Linked DNA regions of Mus musculus: regions 1, 3 and 4 are each linked to region 2. A link is a contact called in public Micro-C and promoter capture Hi-C data. All regions are on one chromosome and are shown on one strand. The core of a region is the stretch at or near the end of the contact, and the rest is flanking DNA. Distances in the headings are between cores, read along the strand shown.

Region 1 (2,843 bases), core at 54-2,553, 270 kb after region 2:
GAACAGTCTAGGCTACTAAGCAAGACCTGGTCTCAAAAAGAGAGACTGAGTGAGAAAGAGAGATCAAGAGCACATTGGGATGCAAATTCAAAAGCTATTCATCTTAAGTAAACGCCCCCAGTTAGTCATCGACTATGAAATTATTTCTCATGATACTCCATAAGCAGATACTTTAACAACACCATCTCGCAGAAGATGGAAACTGAGCCCAAGAGCGTCTTCAAGGTCACAGGACTAGTAGAAGGGGTTTTAAAGCAGGTCATGTGCCTCCAGAATCCAAGCTTTAAATTGCCTTATGCTGTGCTGTCATACAAACTTTGAGCTGGAAGGTGGTGGCACATATCTTAAGCCCCAGCAGTTAGAAGATAGAGGCAGGCAAATCTCTGTGAGTTCCAGGACAGCCAGGGCTACATACAGAGAAACCCTGTATCAAAAGAAAAAAGAAAGGAAGCAAAGAAGGAAGGAAAGAGAAAGGAAGGAAGGAAAAAAGAAAAGAACTCTGGAAAAATACAGAGACATGAATACTATATAGATTGACACGAGTGGTCACATGCTATCCTGCTGAACAGCATTAATGCCTTGTTTGTCTTTTAGGTGCATAGATTATGTTCTCCAGGATATATAACTTTAAAAAATCACATTCTACATCTTGGTCTATAATCTTCCTTAAGGCTATTTCTGTACACACAGCTTATAATCGTTATTTTAAAATTAATTTAGGCTGCTTCCAATGTTTCTCCATGACAGACTTCTGCCTGTCACAGGCAATGGGATGATAGGCTTTAAAAAAAAAATTCCATCTTTTGTACCCCATCAACTACTGCTGCAAAAATATAAACAAACAAGTAAGTAAGAAAAGCCATTAGGGAGTGCAGGTCTGTGTCAGTCGGAGAGAGGACGGAAGAAGGCCATTATCTAAACTCCCTCTGCTGTCCCTTTGTCTAGAATCCCCAAAGCAAAAGCCCACGCCAAAGAACTGCAGTGGCCTGAGGCTCGCACTGCGCATGCACAAAAAAGTGGGCGGGGCGAGAGAGAGCAAAGAACAAGTGCAAATGAGGGCAAGTAAAAGCTTTGAAGAACAGAATAGAGGCTGCGCTTTCTCGTCTCTGGGCAACCTTTGTTCCCGCCTCCCCGTAAGGCTTCGGCTTCTCATTGGTCTAACATCTCTAGCTCCTATAGGTCAAAGAACCAAAGGACTGGGTCTGTTCCAAGCTATGCCTGATTCTGGAACCGCAGCAGAAATAGTTGATTGTGACGCTGCTTTCAGGCATTGCGGAGGACATACCTGTGGGGCCTGAGGGGTCCTTTTGCTAGCACCGGAACAGTTGCCGGAGAGTTCATCCGCCAGCTTAAGAGATGCCGCCGAAGGGGAAAAGTGGTTCTGGAAAAGGAGGGAAAGGTAGACCTGCCGAGACAGTCATGGAGCGAGCGTAGGGGTGGATGGGGAGAAGGACAGGAGTAGACCTGCAGCTGTGTGGGGTGGGGGAGGGAGGTGATCATAAGCCGGACAGCAGGGCCACCGGGAGCACCCTGAGCCGCTGTGGTTTATGTTTGGGCTTCTTGTGGTAAGGAAAGATCAGTGCGTGAGGAGCTGCTGTGGTTCAGGGTATCCATGAGGTTTCAGTGCAGGGACCCTCGTGGCGGGCAATAGAAGCTGCTGGGGATGGTTCCTCGTGACCTGGGGTTTATTCCCACTAAAATTGAATCTGATGAAACGCCAGCAATAAAAGGAAGCCTACACTAGTGATCAATCTAGTCCATCTAGGCCTCTTAACAACTAACAGGACGTACCTCCCCCCCCCTCCCCTCCCCTACACACACACATGAGGAGGGACTCGCTTCTTGAAGACCGTTGTTGGGGACAACATTGTGCTTTCAGGCTAGAAAACTAAGACAACTCTTATTCATCGCTGGACAATGTGGGGAAGATAGTAGCCTCTAAGTACTGTGCCGAATGTAGTTGTGAGAGTTATGTTATAGAAGGTGGAAAGAGGGTAAAGAAACAAACTGGAGATACTTTGGGCAGGCTGAGATAAGCAGCAGCAATAGGGTAAAGAGTCCTCAACCCGGAGAGGCCAGCCCCAAAGGCAGTTTAGTATAGCATCGCTGAAGTAAAACTTCAAAACAAATAAGCAAGTTGGGGAAATTAAAACAGAAGAAAACTAAATCATGAGGTGTGCTGTATATGGTGTTAATTAAGGTTGGTTAGGGGCCAGGAGGTCCTTTAAAGAGATGATTTCAAGCCGGGCAGCGGTAGCGCACACCTTTAATCCTAGCACTTGGGGAGGCAGAGGCAGGTGGATTTCTGAGTTCGAGGCCAGCCTGGTCTACAGAGTGAGTTCCAGGACAGCCAGGGCTACACAGAGAAACCCTGTCTTAAAAACAAACAAACAAACAGAGAGGGGAGAGTAGTGAGGGAGAGAGAGAGAGAGAGAGAGAGAGATGATTTCAGTAGTTCTGGTAAGAGAGAGAGTTGGCCTGAACTAAGATTGTGGTTGTAGGAACCCAGAGAAGAGACAAATAAATGGAGTGTAGTAGAGTGATACCCCAGAGGTCCAAGGAACCAAGATGTTGTAAAGAAAGGTCTGAGAAATGGGTGAGGCACTGCAGAGACATGCCACAGCAGTGGGAGGCTGAGGAGGACCTGAGTGTGAGGTCACCAGGGGTACACTGTCCTTTAGCTGCTCAGCTCCTGTTCATCCATCAGGTGGTACCTGGCTAGCTGACATATGTGTTCCCTTCCACAATTTCTCGCTTGTCGGACTCTCAGAATGTGGTCTCTCTTCCTCACTGGGATACGAGCTCCTTGGCTGCGGCTTTGAATCCTATTCACTGTGTACCCC
Region 2 (2,700 bases), core at 92-2,591:
AAGTGTATAAGCATTTGCCTGCATGTAGGTCTGGTGCCCTCAGAGCTGAGAAGAGGGTGTTGGATCCCCTGGAACTGGAGTTACCGAGAGCTGTGAGCTGCCAGGTGGGTGCTGGAAATTGAACCCAAGTCCTCTGGAAGAGCAGCCAGCGTTGCTGTTAATGATTGTACCATCTCTCCAGCCTGCATAGAGCTTTCTTGAACTGTCTAAGGAACAATTAACTTTTCTGAAGCAAAGAATGGAAACAGTCCACATTGTGTTAGTGTGGGCACAAGTGTTTTGTTTAAAAATATTTTGCTAATAGATTCTGTGGGCTTATACTCAACAGAGCATATGTAGGATGAAAAGGAGCACAGCCCAAATGAAAGCAGAGCAGTGGAGAAACCATTGAAAGTTCAGTGTGAGCAGCTTTGGGTGGAAATGTCCCAAGTGCATGCAGACATAGAATACACTAAAGGTACTCTACTTGTCTGAGCACATTTTACCTTCTACAGTTGAGAGAAATCGGGGCTGTCTGCACTGAAAGCACATCTCAGCTCCTGAAACCCCTCTTCTGGGATACTACAGGAGCTCATTGTGCCCCCCAAAGGAAACAGATCGGTGTTCCCTTTTGGCACAAAATGCAAACTGGATCCCTCAATCCCAACGAAATAAGTTACTCCACAAAATGGGTTTGTATTTATTCGCTCTTGCCTTTACAGTTCCACAGTGCTAGGGTCACTTCCCTCCTGGACAGTCAAATAAGATACTTGGTTCTCTCTCCTCTGATTCTAAGGTTCTGGCCGCTAGCTTGCTCAATGGAGACTGGTGCGTGGCAAGGAGTATATTTTAGAAGGAAAACTAGATGCATGAAGCCAGACTTCGTGTCTCTGCTGTGACTCGCTCGTATGTACGCCGGTGTGTCTGCATTGTTCAGTATTTACAAAGAAAGTTAAGTTTAAAAAACAAAGCAGAAAACAACCTTAACCCGGGTTAAGGTACTGGGCCTGAAGCTCCTCAGGAGGACCCGGGCACATTTTGCGCACCGACCATCACAAACACACATTCACACAGACTTCCCTCGGTTAACTCTCAGCTTCTTTCTACTCTTCTTTCCTTTTTTTTTTTTTTTCCTTTTCTTCTCTCCCGGATCAAGCGTTAATCTGCGAATTTTTGACCGCAAAAGAAAGAAAGAAAGAAAGAAAGAAAGAAAGAAAGAAAGAAGAAGAAGAAAGGGGATGGTGGGGGTGGGGTGAGGAGGAATCCCGAAGTAGCTGAGTGAGCTGAGCGAGGGAGGAGGAGAAAGCCAGGGAGGAGGAGCCCAGTGGAGCAGAGTCAGAGGGACTGGTGGCTCCTGCGAGTGTGCAGCCCGCGGGGAGCCGGCGCTGCAGGCTGTGAAGCCGCCTGCCCGCACAGCCGCCCGTGCCTCTCGCTCGCCCGCGCCCGCGTCCCGGGCCCTGCTCCACCAGGACCGCCGCTGCCTCTCAGGATTCCCGAGTGCCACAAGGCTAGCGGACCGGGTCGGTCCCCGCGCCCGCGCCCGGGATGCCGTTCTACCGGCGCACTGTGGTGCCCCAGCGTCTGTGCCCGCGCAACCCTCCGCAGCCGCTGGCTGAGCTCCGCGACGTGAGCCACCTGGCCGCGCTCAGTCTGCTCCGCCAGCTCGCAGACCTCTGCGGCCACTCGCTGGCTCTGCTGGAGGACCTCGAGGGGCACCTGCTGGCTCTGGGGCGCCGCACCGACAGCCTGTACCGGCGCACCGTCCGGCTCCGCCGCCGCCTTCCCTGTCGCCTGCTTGGCCCGGAGGATGATGAAGAATTGCTAGGTAAAAGGCGCGAGGCGCCCGCGACCCTCTCCCACCCGCCTCTGGGGATGTCCCGCTGGGTCTGCCCGTGGCCGCCCCTCAAAGATCGAGGGACACGGCCTCCAGGACGCCCTCCCGCCGTCCGATCCTTCCGGGATCCGCTCGCCCGGTCCCGAGTGGCCCTCTGCTTAGGTCTGGGGGCTGCCGCCACCTCTGGAGTGCTTGGTGGAGAGGGAGGGGATCCGTAGGGTCCTGGGCGGCGCAGACCAAAGAGTCCCGGTGGCTCCGGGAACCGAATGGCCGTGCCTGCGTCTCTCCTGATGGGCCACTTTGGAAATCGCGCCCGAGCTGCCCGCCTGCCTCCCGGGCGGCGGGGGCCGCTGCAGCCAGACCCGTGGGACCTCGTGCCGGACTGCGAACGGGCTTCCCGCGCCCAGCCGTCTCCGAGCTCCCTTCCCGCTCGCTTCTCCCCGCACACTCCGCGTTGCCTCGCTGGGAGTGGCCGGCAGGGGGAGGGGAGACTGCCCAGGGCTTAGCGGATTCCATACCCCAAACCCCCGCCCCAGCCGCTAAGGTCCGGCTGCCCAGATTTGCGGGAGAGAACCATTTAAAGAGACTGTCATCGGTTTTCTTAAAAATGTGCTCGCCAGCCATGCCCGAGAAACGCCAGGTCCCGGGAGTTTCCTTACTGAACACTAGGAACCTGTGAGACTGGAGGCGGGCGGGAGCTCAGGCTCTTTACTACTTTGGATCTCAACACTTTGGATAGGGAGGACCTCTTCTGCAAAAAACGCAGCGTTCCCTTAGAATGTGGGACTTCTCTTAAACGGGGTCGGGGCTGAGTATGTTTAAAAATGCTGAGAGTAGAGGAGGAATGGCAGGTAACAGGGCCAATTGCCACCTAGGGAAGGCTAGGA
Region 3 (2,814 bases), core at 247-2,746, 400 kb after region 2:
AGGCGGGCTTGGCCGAACGGAGCCCGGCACGCCAGGCGCGAGCACCAGTGCCGGAGGGCTCCAAGCGTCCTTTACCTCAGGTGCTCAGAAGCAGACAGGCGACGAAGCACGGGGTCTCCGCGTCAGCGCGACTTTGGGGACCCGCAGCGTCTCCGCGCGCGGGGGCGCACTTTGGCGCCAGCGGCAGTGGCTCGCGCGCCTCACAGACACTTCCGAGCGCCCTCGGAGCGTCCGCTGCTGCCGCTGCTCGCAGCTGGCTAGCAAAGATTCGAGGTGCCGAGGTGGGTGCGATAACTTAACCCAAGGTCACAACGTTAAAAGTGGCATGGTTCAGACTAGCTGTCCCGCCCCTGATCAGGCTCCCCGTGAGGCAGAGGCTGGGCGCCGCGCGGCCGCTTCCCCCGAGAGGGGCGTGTGCACGGGGGTCGTGCTGCGTGGGGAAAGCAAGTTGCCAGAATGTTCCAACTTGCAGCACGCAGCTTGGCTGAGTTCAGCCAGAAGCCCTTCTCGCTTCCAGCCCCCCAGGAAACAAGAGCTTTGTGCGGCCCCCGAGCGGCCTGATGCAGTCCTGGGTATTGGCAAAGTCGGGGAAGCAGAGCCGGAGAAAGCGCGGGCGCCGGAGTGGATGTGCTGCGGGTTTCTCCGGACAAGTGGGCTCCGCGTCCCGCGGGCCGGCCCGGGCTGCCGCCCCTCTGCCCGGCAGCTCCGGCAGCAAACAAGTCCCCCAGCCCCGCGGCCAGCTTGGCCGCCTCCGGTGCCCTCGGCCCCTGCTGCCCAGCCCAGCGTCCTGCCGGGCGGCCCGGCTTACCTCCGCGAAGCTGCTTGCCCGGGAGAGGAAAGCTCACAGGAGCTGAGGTACGGACGAAGCGACCTAGCCCCGAGCCCCCTTGGCACGCACACTGCCGCCGCCGCCGCTAGCCACTCGCTTCAGAGTCCCCAGCCGCACGGGCGGCCACGCGACCCCAGGGCGCCTGGGAAAAGCCTGCACCGCCGCGCCGCGCCGCGCCGCCGCACCGCACCGGGCAGCGCCGAGCTGCCCCGACCCGCGCTCTTGCCGGCCCGCAGCTCCGGCGCCCGGACTCCGGGGCGGTGGCGATCACAGCCACCACGCTTGGTTCTCGGCGCGGGGACCGGGCTCTTAAGCCCCCACTGCCTCCCGTAGAGCCCTGGCGCACAAGCACACAGCAGCAGGCTGGCCTCGGCTAGGAATCCCAGGAAGGACAGACCCCTTTCCCCCCTTTTTTCCCTCTCCCCCCAATTTTCACGTCTTTATAACCAGCTTAGAGCATTATTAGCACATGTCCTGGCTCGTGGGCGAGTTGGTGGCAAAATCTGAACTGGATACTTACGGAGGGCCCGAGTGGGTGCTGTGCCTTCCTCGCGTCTGGTCCTCTCTGCCAGGAGCAGCCCCGCGCCGATAGGTTGTGGGAGGAGCAGCCGGGCGGAGCTAGCTTCCTCACCGCAGCTCGGCAGCGCACTTCTGCAGCTGTGCCGCCGGGAACATTTTATAGCGGCGGGCTGGCGTGTGTGGCCCTTTAAAGGCGCTCGAGCTGGTGCAGTCACCGTGGATCTTGTGAAAGCAAAGGGCGGGCTAGGGAACAGAGTGCGTGCGTCCCCTCCTGTCCCTCAGCCCTGGGGGCACGACGCAGCTACTGGGGTGGGGCTGATGGTCTCTGATTATGGTCACTTCTCGCCCAGTGCTCTGGCCTATACTTGTTTTTCTAAAACTAGTGACAGCCCGAACCTGGGACGTGGGCTCTCCCCACCACCCTGCATGGACTTGCCCAATAAATTCCACTTAGTAATTTTACCGAGGCGAGGGAGAGCTGTTAGTGTCTGTTTTCTGACCTAAATCAAGTGGGTCGCCAGGACGGGCTTCAATGGATAGAGAGAAGAGCTGTTGGCTTAGGGAAAGGTCCAGAAGAGGGACTTGCACACGGGACGGTGTAGGCAAGGCACGGGTCTTAGTTTTCTGCAGGGCTTCCTCCGAGCCGGTTTGCTCTTTTTGAGCTATGTCTTCTCATCGTGGAATGGCCGAGGTTGGCGTGTCCCTTACCCCCTAAACTCCCTACATTTTGTGCAGGGGCACTTAGAGAGATCATATGGCAGCGGTGGCTTCCCTCAAGGCCCAAGGTTGGTTTCAAGGCTTTCTGTCCTGTGGTCATCCAGGGCAGAAGGAGGCTGGCAGGATGCGACGACGCTGGGAAATGCTGTTCTACCGGACCGTGGGGCTAGGTGCATGCATGCAACTCACATGGCTCACGGAAAAGCCAAGAACAGGCAGCGGGTTCGAAAAGATTGCCACTGAGTTCGCAGAGATTCCTCTTGCCACGATGCCAGGTTATTTTATTATGATTATATAATTATTCACATCTAGCAAGAATAACATCTTGCACGTAGAGCACGTCTCTTGTGTTGGTAAGGTGTCTTACAATCCTCACTGAAAGATATCTGGGGCTTCTCATTTCAAGGCATGTTCCCTGTGGGTAGAAACTCTCACCTCATTCACCCCTTGCAGGAAGGCCACCAGGATTACTGTCCTCTAATCAAGCCTCCCCCATTCCCACCCTACACCCCCCCCCCCACCGTCCACACACACACTCCTTCCATTCAACAATTCAGTTTATACTGTTTGGAAAACATTGTCGTTTGAAAAAGTACGATGTTAAGGAAAAGGGGGTGTGAGTGGGGGGAGGACTGTTACAGAGTCATTTCACTGTCTGTGTCTTGTGTCTTTTTAGTTGGCTTTGATGACCTGAAGATCTTTTTTCTTTCTGATTTTTTTTTTTTTTTAGGATCGCAAAGTGTCCTTAA
Region 4 (2,800 bases), core at 229-2,728, 310 kb after region 2:
TCTACTTAGAGTACTGGTGGCTCTGTCCACTGACTGATCGTTGATTCACTGGAACATGGTGCTATGTACCTGTAATTCCATCACTATGTGGACTCAGAGAGAAGGATAGAGTTCAAGAGCAGCCTGCCTCAAAAAAAAAAAAAACAAAAAAAAACAAAACCTATGCCTGGCAGTGATGGCGCTAGCCTTTAATCCAAGCACTGAGCAAAAGTTAGTGGTATGTGGGTCTCTGTGAGTTCAAGGCCAGCCTGATCCACACAGAGAAACCTTGTCTCCAAGGAAAAAAAACCCTACAAGTTAACAACATAAATCTACATACTGTAGAGAGGACTCTGTAGTTAAGAGGACTAGGTGCTTGCTCTTTCAGAGGACTCTGGTTCAGTTCCCAGCACCCACATGGTGGCTCACAACCCTCTGTATCTTCAGTCTCAGGAGGGGATGGCACACACCCCATTATAGTTGTGATCTTTTTTCCTCTACTTAGGGGTGGTTTTGAGCAACCTTTTCATGTGCCTGTTTGCCATTATGTGTTTTTTAAGAGAAATGTCTACAAATCCTTTGCTAATATTTTATGTAGTCTTTTAAAAATTATATAGGCATAGACGGGTGTTTTGCATATGCGCGCGCGGGGCGGGGGTGGGGGGGCGCATGTACATCACATAGGTACCAGAACATAGGATCCTGTAGGACTGGAGTTACATAATGGTTGTGAGCTACTATGTGGGTGCTGGGAATTGAACCTGGGTCTTCTGGAAGAGCAGTCAGTGCTCTTAACCTCTGAGTCATCTCTCCAGCCCTGCACTACAATTTTTAATAGTTAAATATTCCAACCTAGGCATCTGGTGAAAGCGTATTCATTCACTGGGCTTAATGGTTCCTTTGGGGGCATATGTCTTCCCTTCGTAACTGGACCCCCTTTCTTTTAATGGCAGCACTCTGGTCGGGAAATAAAACATTTTACAGCATCCATCAAACACCATAAAGTATTTCTGTTTCAGATCCCATTTTCACTACCCAATTGCTAACAACTTAGGGACTATTTTTCCTCTTTTCTCCCAGGTCTGGCGGTTGGCGAGTTAGAAAGACTCAAAGATTTCATCAGTTAATTAAAATTCAGGCTCTTAAAGAGTTCATACTCAAGAGTTATTTGACTTACGAGTGACTTGGCAGGGCGAGCTCCCCGAAATAGAAATCTGGTCAAAGCCACAGCAGATCCTAGGGGGAGGTGGGAGCCACTCCACCTCAACCCCAGGCCAGGGACTGCAAGTTCGACCCGTCCGGAGACCCAAACATACCTCAGGTAACTCTCGGCCAGTTGTGGGCTCAAAGTCTCCACTTCCGCTAAGCCTTGGGAAGCCTCCATGGCCAGGGAATCCGGAGAGCCCAGGAAAGGAGACTCCCAGTTAAAACCGCGCTTGAATTTCGCTCGCTCCCGCCTTACCCAGGCTGGGCTCACGCACTAGACTGGTAGAGCCAACTGCCCGCCTCGCGGCGGGCCAATCCGGGATCTGGCGCTCGAGCGCGGTTTCCTGAGCCCCGCCCAGGAAGGTCTTGCGCCTGCGCCCTCGAGCACTGGCGCTAGCTAGCTACGTTAGCTAGAGTGGCCTTACGTTTTGGGTTTTTTTTTTTTTTTTTTTGGAGGGGGGGGGGGCTGCTGATTCACGTGACCGGTGGTGGTTTCAGTTCCGTCCTAACTGCGTGGCGGTGAGTGTGAATGTTGAGTAATGAGAGCGAAGGGAAGGAGTTAAGAGCGTGAGTAAAATGCGCGCTTGTTTCTCTTGTCCTTGTGAGTGGAGGCTGTCTTATTGTACTGGCCCATAGAGGTCTCCATTGCCCCCTTTTCCTCCCCGCCAGTGCCTGGCACTGAACATACTTGGAATTCACACACCTAGAAGTGCAATCCTGCAACTTAAAGCTGACACTGAAGAAGGATTTTCAAAGACAAAGCCTAAGCCGCTCGTGGTGGTGCACACCTCTGATAACAGTGCTTAGGAGGCAGAGGCAGGAGGATCTCAAGATCTAGTCCAGACTGAGCTTGCATATAAACAAGACCCTGTCTCAGAAGTACACACACAAACACACACGCCCTTATTTACGCAATACCAAATAGAGTAGAGGTTATTTATGTATTTGAGAGGTTGGGAAGGGGACATGATAAGAGTTGAATGGGAATGAATGGCTTACAGATTACTCATATATGAAATGATGAAAAAATTAAATGTAAAAAAATAATAATAGCTAGATTTGGTGGCACAAGCCTGTTGGGTTTCAGATCCGGGACAAGTAGCTGAGGTGCATATATAACATACCAAAGTGGACCTGGCCTTCAGGTTCTCCCACCATCCTTCATCCTTGTTACAGGGCATGACTGGCAAACCCCACCCTCTACACTGAACTTTCCAACCCAGAGGCTGGGCCACCCAGCAGCTCTTCATTATGTAATACAGACCTTTTTGGTTTTCCCTCTCTTTTCTCTCTGCATGCCTGCTTTCTCTCTCCCCCTTCTCTGCCTATCTTTCCATGGTGACTTCACTGACACCCCCCTCCTGTATGGTGAATGAACCTGCCTGGAGGCTGCCCCCAATAAACCTGCCTTTATACTTTAATTTGGCCTGAATTGGCTTATTTTGTTCGTGGAGATACCAAAGCCTAGGGTTCCAGCACCTTTGAGGTTGACGCAGAAGGATTACAGATTCAAAATCCATTCAGGCCAACCCAAGCCACTTAGTGAGACCCTGTGAGTGCTGGGGCTATATCTCAGTAGTAGAGCATTTGCTTAGCTCTGTGACTCTATGGCTTC

Evidence for each region. Promoter capture Hi-C pulls out the DNA fragments that hold promoters and counts their contacts. A called contact is a pair of places that touch in the nucleus more often than the background predicts. Capture Hi-C pulls out chosen DNA fragments and counts their contacts.
Region 1: a contact with region 2 is called in a promoter capture Hi-C map of 3T3-L1-derived adipocytes, with 2.4 times the contacts expected there. The contact joins the promoter of Pin4 here to the promoter of Nhsl2 in region 2. A contact is called at or near these places in 10 of 39 promoter capture datasets (the 3T3-L1 cell line, 3T3-L1-derived adipocytes, cranial neural crest and 5 more), 2 of 115 datasets of contacts at active chromatin or transcription factors (embryonic stem cells and extraembryonic endoderm stem cells) and 1 of 9 other capture datasets (adipose tissue).
Region 3: a Micro-C map of embryonic stem cells shows a contact between it and region 2, with 8 times the contacts expected there. The contact joins the promoter of Cited1 here to the promoter of Nhsl2 in region 2. A contact is called at or near these places in 2 of 39 promoter capture datasets (embryonic stem cells and neural stem cells), 3 of 484 Hi-C or Micro-C datasets (all in embryonic stem cells) and 2 of 115 datasets of contacts at active chromatin or transcription factors (both in embryonic stem cells).
Region 4: a promoter capture Hi-C map of adipose tissue shows a contact between it and region 2, with 2.6 times the contacts expected there. The contact joins the promoter of Ercc6l here to the promoter of Nhsl2 in region 2. A contact is called at or near these places in 5 of 39 promoter capture datasets (the 3T3-L1 cell line, embryonic stem cells, hippocampal neurons and 2 more), 1 of 115 datasets of contacts at active chromatin or transcription factors (embryonic stem cells) and 1 of 9 other capture datasets (adipose tissue).

What each region holds. Positions count from the first base shown.
Region 1 is chrX:102,118,166-102,121,008 of GRCm38.p6, forward strand. Pin4 (protein (peptidyl-prolyl cis/trans isomerase) NIMA-interacting, 4 (parvulin)) reads left to right here and starts at 1,304. Exons shown (of 4, transcript NM_027181.2): 1 at 1,304-1,399. The coding sequence starts at 1,357.
Region 2 is chrX:101,848,044-101,850,743 of GRCm38.p6, forward strand. It overlaps Nhsl2 (NHS-like 2), which reads left to right and starts at 1,342. Exons shown (of 8, transcript NM_001163610.1): 1 at 1,342-1,804. The coding sequence starts at 1,525.
Region 3 is chrX:102,250,685-102,253,498 of GRCm38.p6, forward strand. It overlaps Cited1 (Cbp/p300-interacting transactivator with Glu/Asp-rich carboxy-terminal domain 1), which reads right to left and starts at 1,497. Exons shown (of 3, transcript NM_001276466.1): 1 at 1,350-1,497. It overlaps Gm14858 (predicted gene 14858), which reads left to right and starts at 1,967. Exons shown (of 3, transcript NR_040285.1): 1 at 1,967-2,340; 2 at 2,796-2,814.
Region 4 is chrX:102,155,613-102,158,412 of GRCm38.p6, forward strand. It overlaps Ercc6l (excision repair cross-complementing rodent repair deficiency complementation group 6 like), which reads right to left and starts at 1,479. Exons shown (of 2, transcript NM_146235.3): 1 at 1,296-1,479. The coding sequence starts at 1,363.